Regions from separate parts of the Sus scrofa genome. Here region 2 is linked to region 1. A link is a contact called in public HiChIP or PLAC-seq data. All regions are on one chromosome and are shown on one strand. Each heading gives the region's core, a stretch centred on a gene start, on an enhancer-like site or on the middle of the called end of the contact. The rest is flanking DNA. Distances are from core to core; before and after follow the strand shown. Region 1 overlaps SNX24 (sorting nexin-24). Region 2 overlaps SNX24 (sorting nexin-24).

Region 1 (7,399 bases), core at 3,299-5,798:
TCTCCCACCACTGTCCCAAGGGGGAAGTTCTCTCATTACCCTGAAATTCTTTGCCTCAGAGCAGCTGTGCTATTCATGGACCCTCCCTGGCGGGTCGTGACTCTGCTGTATGGTCTTGTAAGCAGATAGGGTAGGGAGTCCCTGGAGAAAGAGAACAGGCATGACTTCTTGACATAAGAGAAGCCATTTTTTTAAGCTGTATTTTATGGCAGTTGAACTCTGACTCGGCAAACATTTTTGTTTGCGTCTTCTTGGTTTTTTTTTTTTTTTGGTGTTTTTTTTTTTTTTGAGCTTACAGCATGTGAACGTTCCCCGGCCAGGATTGAACCCCAGCCACAGCAGTGATAAAATCAAGTCCTTAACCACTAGGCCACCAGGGAACGACTCCAAGAGAAGCCATTTTGGCCTAAGCCATTCTGTGATCCAAGCCTGGCCACAATGCTTGTCTTTGAACAGGTCCCCGTAATCAGGAAACTAAGGAAATATAAGAACGAAGGAAAAGCAGTCAGGAAACAATAGTCCAGGGATAAATCAGAGTCCTAGTCCCTCCTCAAGGGATGGACATCACATCACAGTGTGATACAGTCTGAATTCTGCAGGAACTAAGACCCATTACCTAGGTCTGGATGTTGACCCACCCTTGACTTCAGTCAACTAAAGCTTGGACTCTCCACCTCTGCCCCAATTCTGTGCTGAACTCTCCACCCCTTCATGAATATGCATGTGCCCTTAGCTTAAAACTTCCCCGATTTTGCTGTGTGGGGAGACACAACTTTGGGACAGATCTCCTGTGTTCTCCTTACTTGCTGCAAGTAATAACCCCCTTCCTTCTATGGATCTTTGGCTTGGTTGTGTCTTTTGGCTCAACACCTACCAAAAGGCAAACCCATTTTTCAGGTAACAGTCCTTCTTCCTCTCGCTTTTCCTGCCCTGAATCACCTTGAGACCCAGGCATCTTCTGAATAGAGTGGACCACGTGCAGTGACCACTTTTCAGAGCATGGTCTGAGGGAATCATCACTCAGTAACGCATAGGCTTAAAGGAATAAGAAGCAAACTCTTGGGCAAAGGTGAAAATCTCATCATTGGTAACTGGGAGAAAGTGACACTAGAAATGGTTCAGAAAGGAAAAGGACAAGCTAACCCACTTTGGGTAGGAGAGTGGAACAGGCTTCCTGCAGGGAGAGGAGCTTGAGAAGCCCAGATCCTGTAGCAACTGAGAGACGGAAGGACAGTTCAGGAATGTAGGGCAGAAAGTACCAAGCGAAGACATCAGAGATCAAGAACAGTAAATTTTATTTTTTTTATTCACCATTATCTCTCAGCTACCAATTCCTGACAGTTCCTCAAGCCCACTGTTCTGGAATCTCTTATGTCCACCCTCTTGGGCACTGTTCCAGTCCAGGCCTTCATCAGGGTCATTTCTCTAGCCCCCTACCCTAGCCTGGGCCACAGCAATAGTCCCATAGCTGACTCCAATCAACTCCCTTTGAAAACATTCTGTATATCAGGGTCGGTTGGTCAACATGATGTCCTCATTTTCATGTCACCTTACTGCAACTCTGTTTATTTCTGCATAAAGTTATGAGAGTTCAAAGATTCCGATCCCACCCTTACCTGATGCCAGTGATGGGCATCCCTCCTCTCCACTCCAGCCCCACAAAGCAACTCAGACATCCCACCTACTGGAATGTGCCCTCCTCTCGCCACTCTCCCTCAAAAGTGGAATGAACTCTGACACCTCAGCACTGGTGGCTCCACCCTCCAGGAAAAAGAGAACCAAGACAGTCCTTCCACAGGGACCTCCGCCACCTGGCTCTGCCCATGTACCCAGATACTTCACCCTCCACCCACCACGATCTCCTGCACTCTGGACACTGCTCTCTTCCCACCGCACCCTCCATCAATATGTCCATTTACACCTTTCTACCTTTGGCCGGGGGGTGTGTTCCTTCACAAAAGCCTTATCCTTTCCATCTGCTTATCTAGATCTGACTTGGGCTTTAAGCAGCTTAAGCCCTATTTCTTGCAGGAAGACTTCTCGGCACTTTATTCTTCACTGACCTCATTCTCGAAAGCTCCGTTCAATACAATTTGCTGTTTTTCTAAGTATCACCATAAACCATTTGTTAATGCTTCATGGGCGCTATGTCACTGGTATAGAACTAAACTGCAAACCCCTTGAGGGCTAGAATCATGCCTTATCATTGTCAACTGCCCATAGATGTTACCCACTAGGCATTCAAAGGCTTGATTTAAGTTACACCGATTAATTATGCTACTTTTCTAATAGGTAAATGCTGTACTTCCCTTGTATGCAGAGACGAACAGCACAAGAGATTAAATGGCACTGACATTTAGTAATCTCCATCTATCTTTCATGGAACTCTCCCTGAAAATTAGCTTTCTTTCAATGTTACAAATAATTAAGCAGCTAGCTGGTTCAAAATATGATAAGGAGCTTTCAAAGACTAAGATTTTATAAACTAACATTACTACAAATGCCAATGAAAATAAATATATCTCTAACATAAAGCAAATGTGGCTTTTTAAAAAACTCTCCAGGAATTCCTGCTGTGGTGCAGTGGAAATGAATCCAACGAATAACCATGAGATTGCGCGTTTGATCCCTGGCCTTGGTCAGTGGGTTAAGGATCCGGCATTGCCATGAGCTGTGGTGTGGGTCGCAGATGCGGTTCAGATCCTATGTTGCTGTGGCTGTGGTAAGGGCCGGCAGCTGTAGCTCTGATTAGACCCCTAGCCTGGGAACCTCCACATACTGCAAGTGCAGCCCTAAAAAACAAACAAACAAACAAAAAATTAACAAAACTGCAAATCTAAAAAACTGGAAAATACACTTCAAAACGACACTACCATAGCCAACCTAAGAATCCAGTGCTTACCCATACAGTATGAGCTGGAATTGGCACATATACCCTGAAGTACACAGAATGACCAGCCAACAAGGACCTGCTGTACAGCACAAAGAACTCTACCCAATATCTTGATGGTTTATGAGGGAAAAGAATCTCAAAGTGAATGGATGTGTGCACATGTAAAACCAAATCACTTTGCTATACAGCAGCAAATTATCACAAAATTATCACACACACACGCACAGAGGGAGTTTCTGTTGTGGCTCAGTGGGTTAGGAACCCGACTAGTGACCCTGAGGATGCAGGTTGGATCCCTGACCTTGCTCAGTGGAATAAGGATCCGGCATTGCTGTGAGCTATGGTGTAGGTTGCAGGTGGGGTTCAGATATGGTGTTGCTGTGACTGTGGTGTAGGCCGGCAGCTATAGGTCCGATTTGGCTCCTAGCCTGGGAACTTCCGTGTGCTGTGGGTGCAGCCCTAAAAAGCCAAAAAAAAAAAAAGAAAAGAAAAGAAATCCAACACAAAGATTTAAATTTTTAGAGGGTGTTCCCATCGTGGCCCAGCAGAAACGAATCTGACTAGCATCCATGAAGACAAAGGTTCAGTCCCTGACCCTGCTCAGGGAGTTATGGATCTGGCGTTGCTGTGAGCTGTGGTGTAGGTTGCAGACATGGCTCGGATCTGGAGTTGCTGTGGCTCTGGCATAGGCCAGTGGCTACAGCTCGGATTTGACCCCTAGGCTGGGAACCTTCACATGCCTCGGGTGTGTGGCCCTAAAGAGAAAAAAAAAAAATTTAAATTTTTAGAAACAAATGCCAACACCAACTACTACACAGCCACCATGAGTTAAGGGCTTAAGCAGTTCCACCTGCTCAGAGCAAAGCATATAAGAATGGGTCTGGGTGGGGACTGGGTCAGCTCCACTGCCAGGCCAGAGCCATGTAAGAGTTAGGCTGGTGTCTGGCCTCTTTTAAAAACCCCTTCTTATATTGGGAAAGAGGAGGAACTCAGTTCAAAGTTTTACTTGAGAACACTGTTAGGCGTCTACTAAGAAAAGCAGCTGGCATTTCATCTAAGTGCTCAGTGATCAATAAGTAAACAGCAGTTGTCAACAACTGGCTGTTTAACCACACATTGGACACTCCTTATTCCTTCTTACATAGGAGGTGACGAGGACACCTTGGATGTCACTTTATCATCTGAAAGCACTGAAAGCGTCTTTTGATAATGCTTTTCAAAAATTACTCATTCCACTGTGATGCAGTGGGTTAAGAATCCAACTACAGCAACTCAAGTTCCTGCAGAAGCACAGATTGGATACCCGGCCGGCACAGTGGGTTAAAGGATCTGGTGTTGCCACAGCTGTGGCTCAGATTCAATCCCTGGCCTGGGACCTTCCATATGCTGCGGGTGTGGCCATAAAATTTAAAAAAAAAAATCATATACGATGAAAGAAAGGAAAAATATACAGTGACAGACTAACCTACTGGGGTTAATAACTTAACCAGAAGTCTTAGAAATATTAGGACCAGGAGGAAGGAAGGAAAGAAAGGAGGGAGGGAGGGAAGGAGGAAGCTGCCCCACACAGCAAATTCTTACTATGTGCCCAGTACTTGCCCTGGATCCTTGAGAGAAAACTGCGGTCAGCACTTGAGGGAAACGGGGGCGGCAGATGACATGCCCACGTTCCCTTGCTGGAAGTCACAAGCCAAAATGTGGAACCAAACCCGTCTGGTTCCCACACTTACCAGTGACACTTGGTGAGGTCACTAAAGCTTTCCTTTAGTTCATTTGTCTATGGATCCAAAGACATAAGAGTGTTTTAAGTGCTCAGAGCTAGAAGCACTTTGGCTGAATCAGAATATAAACCAATCCTTTAAAGCTTTAAAACACAGCTGACGTCTGTCCTTTGCGCTAAATATACACTCCATAGGGTGTCTTTTTTAAAGCAGGGTAAGGCACCTACTCCATAGTTTGAAGGCTTAGCTACAAATTAAAATCATCTGAAAAGCTAACCCTACTGAAGCCTGGGCCCCAATTACCTGGAAATCTCTGGGGCTCGGGCCTGAAACTCTTAAGAACCACTGATTTGGAAGTTTGTGCTGTGGCTCAGCAATAACCAACCTGACTGGTATCCGTGAGGATTCGGGTTTGATCCCTGGCCTCCCTCAGTGGGTCAGGAATCCAACATTGCCGTGAACTGTGATGTAGGTCACAGATGAAGCTCAGATCCTGAGTTCCTGTGGCTGTGTAGACCAGCAGCTGAAGCTCTGATTCAATCCCTAGCCTGGGAACTTCCATATGCCATAGATACACTCCTAAAAAGCTCTCGGGGTGGGGGGGTGGGGTACCAAGAACCACTGATTTAATCTATTAAGACATGCTAAGGAGTTCCCACTGTGGCTCAGCAGGCTAAGGAACCCACGTCTCTGTGAGGATACGGGTTCAATCCCTGGCCTCATTCAGTGGGTTAAAGCTTCAGCATTGCCACAAGCTATGGCATAGGTCACAGACTTGGCTCAGATCTAGCACTGCTGTGGCTATGGCACAGGCTGGCAGCTGTAGCTCCGATTCGACCCCAGCCCGGGAATTTCCATATGCCACAGGTAAAGCCATAAAGAGGGGAAAAAAAAAAAAAAAAAAAAAAAGATGGATGTGCTGGGGCAAGTCACCTGCCTTAAAGATCTCCACAAACATCATTCAGACAATTTTAGTGCAGTTCTCAACTTTTACTGCTCATTAGAATCACCCAGGAAACTTAAAAATTCTGCTGCTCCATCCATACTCCAGAACGGTCAGACTCTCTGAGAGCAGGGGGCCCAAGTAGGTGTATAAAGATCTCCATGTGATTCCAAATGCAGCAAGGGCTGGGCATCACCACTTTAGGAGCCAGCCATCTGCACTAGAAATTCAAGCGCTTACCTGGACAGCGTCCCAGTGGGTCCTTCCCCAGCAGCACCACTACATCGACAATTAGCCTCTTTCTCAAACCCCCTGCCTTCACCTAACCAAGGTTGGTGATGGCACCCAGAAGTCTCCATCTGTCAGTCACTAGTGTCTGTCCACTTAGGAGAAAGGCTGCCTCACTCTCCCCTCTGTCCTTCAGAATCGTTCCTACTATTAAATGATTCATCTCATATACACATATATGTGTCATTCTCTAACCACTTTCAATTTTATTATCTTCACTTCCTTCTCTCACTTACTGGCATTCTCAACACAGTCACTTCTTTTGACCTCGTGGACCATGCGGGGCAGATGCTGTTCTGTGCCTGTGAAACCCAGGCAGAAAACTACAGTGTGCCTGAAACTAACCTGACATCCCAGGACTCTGCCATTCACTGCAGGCAGGCAGAACTGCTGTCCTTTTCCCTCTAGAGGATAGCTCTGTTAATAGCTGTAAAAGTTCATATGAGGAGTTCCCGTTGTGGCTCAGTGGTAAGGAACCTGACTAGTATCCATGAGAATGTGAGCTCAATCCTCGGCCTTGCTCAGTGGATTAAAAGATCTGGCATTGCTTGGAGTGATGGCGTAGGTTGAAGAGGTGGCTTGGATCTGGAGTGGCTGTGGCTGTGGTATAGGCTGGTGGCTGAAGCTCTAATCTGACCCCTAGCCTGGAAACATCCATATGCTTCGGGCGGCGGGGGGGGGGGGGGGGGGGGGGCAGCTAAAAAAAAAAAAAGTTCCTATGAAAAATTTTAAAGGAGAGAAGATTTCTGTTTCCTTTTCCAGAGAAGCAAAATTCAAAAGGTTATCCCAAAATTCCCAAAGCACACTTTTTTTTTTGGCTGCGCCCATGGCATGTAGAAGTTCCTGGGCCAGGATAAAACCCGGAATCATAGCAGTTACTGGAGCTACAGCAAGGATAACACCAGAGCCTTAACTCACTGAGCGACAGCAGGAACTCCCAAAAGCACTTTTTTTTTTAGGGCTGCACCAATGGATACTAGTCAGATTCATTTCCTCTGAGCCTCAACCAGAGCTCCCACATTTTTTGATTAATAACAAATGTTCATGGTTGAAAAGAATAAAACCCTTTGCACACTTCAGTTCTGAACTTCTGAATCATGTAAAACTTCTTACATGGGACCTAAGTGAAAAAAAAATTCTACACTGAGAGCAAAATGCTTTTTATCCAACTATACATGCAAAAGAAGTAGCATTCATTGTGAAGATATTCTCTCAAAGGGCAAGACAGGTGTTGATTAAAGCTTCTCTAAAACATACACTGCTTTGGACTACTAATGAATGGCTGACAAAATTAATCCACATCTTCACCCTGAAAACGACCCGCCTTCCACGCACACGGTGACATCGATTTAAAAAAAACATTCATAGCACTAAAAAAAAAATGCATTTGCCTGATACAGTACTTCCTATACTAGGTAAGACTTTGTTCATTACTTTGCAAAATATTTTCAATGCTATCTCAGATTATTTCTGCAAAACTGTCAATGCAAAACCCACAGACAATGAATTCAGAGTTATGATGGAAAAACAGATCTAATTTCCCTACAATTACAA
Region 2 (7,242 bases), core at 472-2,971, 130 kb before region 1:
GTTACTTGTGCACCTTCCCATAAAATAGTTATAATCTTAAAATCAATTTACTAACAAAGGTCTTCAAGAAAATCGTCACTTGAAACACTTAGACGATGATAACTGAACATTTAGGACAATAGGACTGAACAAAACCGCAGTCCTATTCTTGGCTGGTGTAACTTCTGTTTGACTGGTATTTAGTCTTACCTTGACTCTTCAGATTCTGTCTCATCAAAAGACCTAAATTGTTTTGTTTTTATTTAAAAAAAAGAAAAGAAAAAGACCATATAAGTTGGGTGAGGGTTTATGCCAAAAAAGGGAGAAATAGCCAGTATTATTAGAGTTCTGAATTGGGACACATTTTGAAAAGAGACTTAGGTATTTTCAGAGTCATGACATGGCTGATGCCTCATTCTAAGGAATCTTAAAGCTGCAATATTCTTGAATTTCAGTTTTCCTGGGGGGGCCATTGAAAAATCCTATGGTTTTGCTTCTGGATTTATATGAGGGAGAAAAGACTTGACTCGCTTCATTCTCACTATCTCTTTTTTTGGGGGGGAGGTAGGGAATGCATGTGCATATGGAAATTCCCAGGTTGGGGTTCGAATCTGAGCTGCAGTCGTGGGCCTACGCCACAGCCACAGCAATGTGGGATCCAAGCTGCATCTGTGACCTACACCACGGCTCATGGCAATGTCAGATACTGAACCCACTGGAGTGAGGCCACGGATCAAACCTGAATCCTCGTGGTTACTAGTCAGGTTCGTTACCACTGAGCTACAACAGGAACCCCGTCACTATCTCTTTTTAAAAACACACATCCACACATGAAGCCCAATCTCCCAGCAAATGCTCGAGAGTTGGAACAGGATGACTATGCATATGATCTGGTGAGGAGGTGTGTATTTCCTGTTCCAGGGCGAGTGGAAAATGGCCCTGAGTAAATGCCACCAGTGGGGGAGACGTGACAGGCAGTGGCAGCCTCTCATCCAGCAAATGACTGGGGTTTCACATGACTTTGGGTGAGAACAGTTTGAACATCTTGTAGTTAGTATCCTCAGGCAAGCCTGGAGACAGCAAGAAAATGCCTAAAACCCTCTCCACAGCTTGGCCCTGCAGAGGGCTTGGGATGACATGGTTCTCTGGGAATAGATTTAACACATCAGGCATGTTGCTTGACTGCCTCTGGAGGTCCGCTCAACACAGTCGGGGGCCAAGCTGGGCAAGAGGCTTAGTTTCAGAGCTAATTCTTCAGAAAAACTTTCCCCAATTGCTGATGATATCAGATGCCTGGTTCCTTGCTAGACAGGGACTATAGGATCTGCAGTCCCGCAGTTGGAAGTTTCTGAGGCAGGATGCTGGGGTAAGAGCGCTTACGCTGAAGGCCTGGGCTCTGCCAGCTACAAGGAAGAGGTCTTGGGAAGGCCTTTCATTCTTCTATCTCAGTTTGCTCAACGCTAAAATGAAGGGCATTGGGTAAAATCATCTCTAAGATCATTTGCAGCTTTAAAATTACATGAATAAACATGTCGAGGGGATAAAGACTTTGCTTGAGCATCCATAAATAAACCTATTAGTCCCTAAATAGGCTATCTGGATTCATAACTCCCATCATGTAACATCATTCCCTATAATAGCATCATTTAAAAAGTCAGTTCTTCAAGTCTAAACCTGGACCACAATATGGGGCCAAGGACTGAGGAGAAATTCCCGTGACTACAGGCAGGGGGCGAGCTAGTGCTGTCCCAAGCCTTGAAAAGAATGGGTGTGGCCAGGCTGGCCCTGCTGGCACCACCTGCATTATTGGTGAGGCCCAAAGGTGACTGCAAAGTTATTTAAGATACATGCCCAAGAGGCAAAGAAAAACTCTTACCCACAACTCTCTGCCTTTGGTAGAGAGGGCAAATGTCGCACGTTTAGGAAATCAAGAAACAGTTTGGGGAGTTCTTCATTTTCTAGAATGACAGCCTGTGAAAGTAGAAAACAATTAGAAAGTGAAGTTTGCGTGGCAATCAATCACATAAACTATTTCAAAAAGTCATAATCATCCATCAAAATTCTCACAGCGTTATTACTCAGAAGCAAAATGAGAGTGGTGGTCCCCACCTCACCCACCAAGAATTCAGGCCAACACATAAGTCATTGTGAGTCAGCAAACACTCCATTTTATACATGCTTTCACTCAATCAGTATTTATGGAGCATTTACTATACTTCAGATGCTGTCGAGGGGGCAAGACAGCCAGGCACCAGGCAGATACAGTTCCTGCCTTCATGGAGGTTCTAATCCACCCAAAGTGAGTATTTTAGACTTTTTTTTTTTTTTTTTTTTGCTATGTCCTGCCTGAGGCATGTGGAAGTTCCTGAGCCAGGAATCACTAGCACCACAGCAGCGACAATGCACTAGATCACTGACACAGTGCACCCCAGAGGAACTCCCAGAGTGAGTATTTCAAAAAGCTGGGAACGTCAACAATACTACTAAGATAGTTACATCATTTTCCTTATTGACTGATAAAGTGGTTGCTTGTGTGTGTGTGTGTGTGTGTGTGTGTGTGTGTGTCTACAAGAGACGGCTAGTTTACTGTTGAAGAAATGCTGTACATGGGCTTTTTTAACTGGAAGATTTAGTCAAGATCCTTCAGCTCTCACCTGTTTCAGCGATAGGATCAACTGACATTTATTGCTATTTGGACAGCTCCACTTAAAGGGTCAGTAACAACTTTACCACTAAGTGTAAATCAGTGCATATACTGAAAAAAAATCTATAGAGTTCTTTCCATTTAGGCAGCTCCGCTAAATAGCTGCATAATGGCATAACCATGTCAGTTCTCATCTCAGATATCCAAATTATGCAATTTCAAAGAGAAATCTAAAAAAGAACTCTGAGAGGGCATTTTTATATATATTTATTTTTGAAAGATTGCACATTTGCTCTTCCCTTTCTTTTTGACAAAGACCAAGGAAAAAACATCAGACATTGTGCAATAATTTCTGAAATTAATACAACTATTCTTGTGTCATTTTTATGATCTAGCACGGCCTCTGGCTCCCTTAATAAGCACACATTGTTTAAAAAACAATGAGAATCGATGGGAAATGTCATTCATACAGCTGATCAGGAATAGCTATACAAGGTGATGCGAAACGTACAAAACAAATGACAAAAGAAAGGTTACATTGTGTGAATCTTGTATACACCTAATTCTATATAATGGATTGTTTTTAGCCGTAATTTATATCCTGAGCTGCCCGATTTCTCCTGGGGTTTGGAATTCTGTTACCCAGTTCAGGATGTATAAATGGAATGAGCTACTACAGAGCTCACCAGTCCCAGCAGGCTGATCGCTGTATCACACAAGTACTCAACCTTCCTGCCCTGGAGAGGGGTCATCTGGCGAGCTACCCTTGTCTAGAGCTCTTCCTATTCTTTACACAGCCCACTGAACCCACTGAAGCTTAAGCAATTAAAAAGAGAGGATAATAAAGGTATGTCGGGTAAGGCTTTATTCACTAAACAAATATTTACTGAGCACCTATTATATTTGGCCTTGGGAATATGGCAGTGAATAAGAGGGTCCAGAAAAGTGTGGGCTGGTGGAAAAACTTAGTGCTAAACAAGAACACACACACATACACACACAACTTACACTTGCCTTAGACTACGGTGATAGAGAACTGAGAAACTCCATCCTCTCTAAATGCTCTCCTATCCGTCCATTTACCCACCCATCCATCTAAAATGTTAGCCTTTTCTTGATTATAAAGTAGAAAAATGAAAAATTCAGCAGAGAGAAAAAAAACCCGCCTCTCTCCAGAGGTATGCATCCATTACTATTTCAGTTCATTTCCTTCAATTCATCTGACTTTCATCTAAATCTTTATCTGAGGACATTCTGGGGGTGCCCAGAGGTCATTATTTCGGTGCCCAGAACTCAAAGGTTCTAGGAATCATGATAAGCATGAAATCCCAAGGAATTTTTGCTATGAGTTACCATGATTTTAGATATTTGTTTAAGATGTGAATAATAAGGCTTAATGTTGTAACAAACACAGAGCTGTTCATCCAGGCAATAGTTTTAATTATGTGAACAAGTGGTAGCTTTCACATTAAAAATAAAATAGGGGAGGGGGTAACAACCATTCTTATCTCCACCCCCACCTTTTAAAATAAATTAAATCAATAACAAGTGTGGGACACTTTTAATGGCCTGAACTACTTAATTTCCAGGATCTTTAGACATGTCATCCATCACTGCAGTATGGAGGAAGACATCTCTTGAGTGTTCAGGGGGTTACTTTCGTTTTATTAATGCAAGATTTAGGGAATTTTAACAAGGTGAATTGTTTATTTGCCTTGACAGATTGGCTTACAATGCACTGGCTACATCTACAGCATGATCATTAATGACAAAAGACAGGCAAAAAGCTGTTTACACGGCAACACCAGGATGGGAATTAATCCTGCTCAGCCTCCCCAGACAGTGCCCCAAAGAGATGATCACACTGTTTTAGGTCAGCTATCCTGGGAAAAAAAGAAAACAGAAAACTTCAAAAATCAGTGAGCATTTTTATTATGTGCTCATTATATATTCTCAAATGCTATTTTCTAGAAAAACAATGACCGATATGGATTTCAGGGTTTCCAGTTACAAGAAAGCAACACTGGGGAGGAGGTGGGTTACTTAAGCATTCAGTAATGTGGAGGAAATACTTCCTAAACTCTGCCAAGGAGGCTTGTAAGGAAATACTTAATATTAAGCCCAATCCGAGATAGAGTGGAATAGAGTGAAATTTACCTAATTCAATGGAAAATGCACAAGTGAAATGACTATCACTAGTCAGTACAGAGTTGCAAAAGAGAAATTAAATTAGTTCAAGCAAAGCTTTTTGTTCAGAAACACATGACCTCATGCGATGAAAGACCCATCAGTGACGTGGGGCCTCATGACTTTCACTCAAATCTTCTTTGGTTTTTTTGAAAAGCTTCTGCTCAAGAAGAACCACTGCTTCTTGAAGCTGTACCCTGGACCATCCCACATGCTTGGGACCCCAGTCTGGTCTAAATCACCCAACCAATTCAATAGATAACATATATATATATATAATTTAAGATAAATATATATAATGTATATATTAGGTAAATTATATATAATACATATATTTTGAATACCAAATTATATTTCCATGTTGCTTTAGCTTGCTTATCTTTATTTTTGATTAATCTTTAATGCTTAGTCATTTTCACTCTTTAAAGAGGCAACGTGGTGCAGCATGAATATGCGGCTTGAAAGCAAGACCTGGGTTTGAATATCTCCTCCGTCTACTTTAAAGGTTACTGTGAGGATTAGATGATATCTCCAAGAGTTTCAGGCATGCACTTAACATTCATCAAACACAAATTCTGTTTCCTGTGAATTTTTTCGCTCTTATCAATTCTCAACAACTTGTTTTACCGGTTTTGGAGGTTTGGATCACTGTCCGTCTAATAGAGCCTCTCAGTCCTCTACAATTTATAGTTCCCTTTGAACATGATGAAAGCTGAGAATCTTGCTTTCTGAAAATATGCATACGTAGATAACTGTGCTGCCAGTGGCAGGGGATTCACAGGCCCTTGCCAGCCCAGCCAAGGATGCACACGTGCAGGTCCTGTGTGGCAGCAACCCTGTTGGGCACACTTTTCATTTGGCCTGGAGCCTGAGGCACTGCTGAGCCTGTGCTGGATGCCAGCTTCCTGAAGGACATGCTAGCTTTCTTGTTTCACTTTTCTACCTCTTTGTCAATTAGAACGCCGCTGGGCTGTGTGCTGCTGGGTTGTTAGAATTCATGAGTGCTTTCAGCTCTGGGCTGTGCCTGAAAAGACTCGTCTGGCTGAGAGGCTACCCTGGTGAAGGATTTTTTTCTGAAAAAACCACAATCTACTGCTGTACCAGATTTAGAAAGCGGCTCATATTTATGGCTTCTGCATCTTCTATGTGTAACTCTAGAATTCAATAAGCCGTGCTGTTGAAAGTTTCCAAAGTTAGCAAAGAAGGAGGGAAATTAAGGTTTAAACTCTACTTCTGCAGGGTACAGTGATGAAGCCCTAACACAGTACACCTGTTATGAGAGGGGCATTTTGAACTGCTGGGTCCCAGACCCAGTGCTATCTAGCCAATTAAGGGTAACTCATGGAAGAGTCCTGACACTGGAGGCAGGTTGGGATTCATGTCTGGGTAGGTAATTTACACTGTAAAACATCAGAATTCAAAATGAATGTAACAAGTTGGAAATAAATCCCATTCAATTGAACAGGTTTAAATACTGAGTCAACTACTATGAATTACTCAGATGCGAGCTGGAGAGCAGGTGCCTATGTACAAGTGTTATTGGTCGCAATGTTAGGTCAGTGAGAAAATTCTGCTTCCACAGAGTGTAAAATGAGCTGAGCAATCCTTTCACTCCAGTTAATGCAATGTTATTTAACCCCTAGAGAAAGGGCAATAAGAATAAGCTAAGGAAGAGCTGGAGGCAAGCAATGACAATGACTAAAAGATTCAAAATCGTTTCCATAAGAAGAGGCCACTCAACCGTGGGTACCAAGTATGGAATGAAGCAGTGGAGGAACAACGAGAGTGGTCTTCAAGTTAACTAACCATTCTGTTGAGAAGGGTAATCGTTTTCAGAGGTGATGGAATAAGAAGAAACCACTGTCCAAACCAGCAGAGAAGGGATCTATTTCTAGCTGAAGTCTGTGCAACAAAACTAGGAAAAGTGGCTCATATATGGAAAGCGTAGGCATCATAAGAGCTTCTAAACATGTGGGTTCTGAACGTCTTTTATTTTATTTTTTGGTCTTTTTGTCTTTTTTTAGGGCCACACCCATGAAATATAGAGGTTCCCGGCCTAGGGGTCCAATCAGAGCTATACCCGCCAACCTATGCCAGAGCCACAGCAACTTGGGATTCGAGCCACGTCTGCGACCTACACCACAGCTCCTGGCAACACCGGATCCTTAACCCACTGAGGGAGGCCACGGATCAAACCTCGTCCTCATGGATGCTAGTCGGGCTCTCTAACCGCTGAGCCACAACGGGAACTCCCTGAACGTCTGTTAGTTGCTCTTTCATACACAGGCCGACTGGAGATGCAACAGAATTAACGGAAAATTACAGTGAAGAATCTATGCAATTCACCACTTAGGAAGTACATAGAGTAAAAATCATGTTGCTATGAAGTGCTCAAGGAAACGGAGTTACATCAAAGAACTATAATGAGTGTG

Evidence for each region. HiChIP or PLAC-seq counts read pairs in DNA pulled down with a chosen protein or histone mark.
Region 2: a contact with region 1 is called in an H3K27ac HiChIP or PLAC-seq map of alveolar macrophages. The contact joins two enhancer-like sites. A contact is called at or near these places in 2 of 47 Hi-C or Micro-C datasets (fetal heart ventricle and skeletal muscle) and 1 of 2 datasets of contacts at active chromatin or transcription factors (alveolar macrophages).

What each region holds. Positions count from the first base shown.
Region 1 is chr2:126,368,735-126,376,133 of Sscrofa11.1, reverse strand. The region is part of intron 1 of SNX24 (sorting nexin-24); the gene reads right to left. Among named protein-coding and RNA genes, the nearest start is that of SNX24, 24 kb to the right of the region's middle. Within about 2 kb of position 4,548, at least 2 of the 83 cell types and tissues checked have an H3K27ac peak or open chromatin away from gene starts, as enhancers often do. A contact at or near this core is called in alveolar macrophages, where this site is marked.
Region 2 is chr2:126,492,755-126,499,996 of Sscrofa11.1, reverse strand. SNX24 (sorting nexin-24) reads right to left here. Exons shown (of 7, transcript XM_005652942.3): 4 at 1,856-1,950; 5 at 190-222. Among named protein-coding and RNA genes, the nearest start is that of PPIC, 51 kb to the left of the region's middle. Within about 2 kb of position 1,721, at least 2 of the 83 cell types and tissues checked have an H3K27ac peak or open chromatin away from gene starts, as enhancers often do. A contact at or near this core is called in alveolar macrophages, where this site is marked.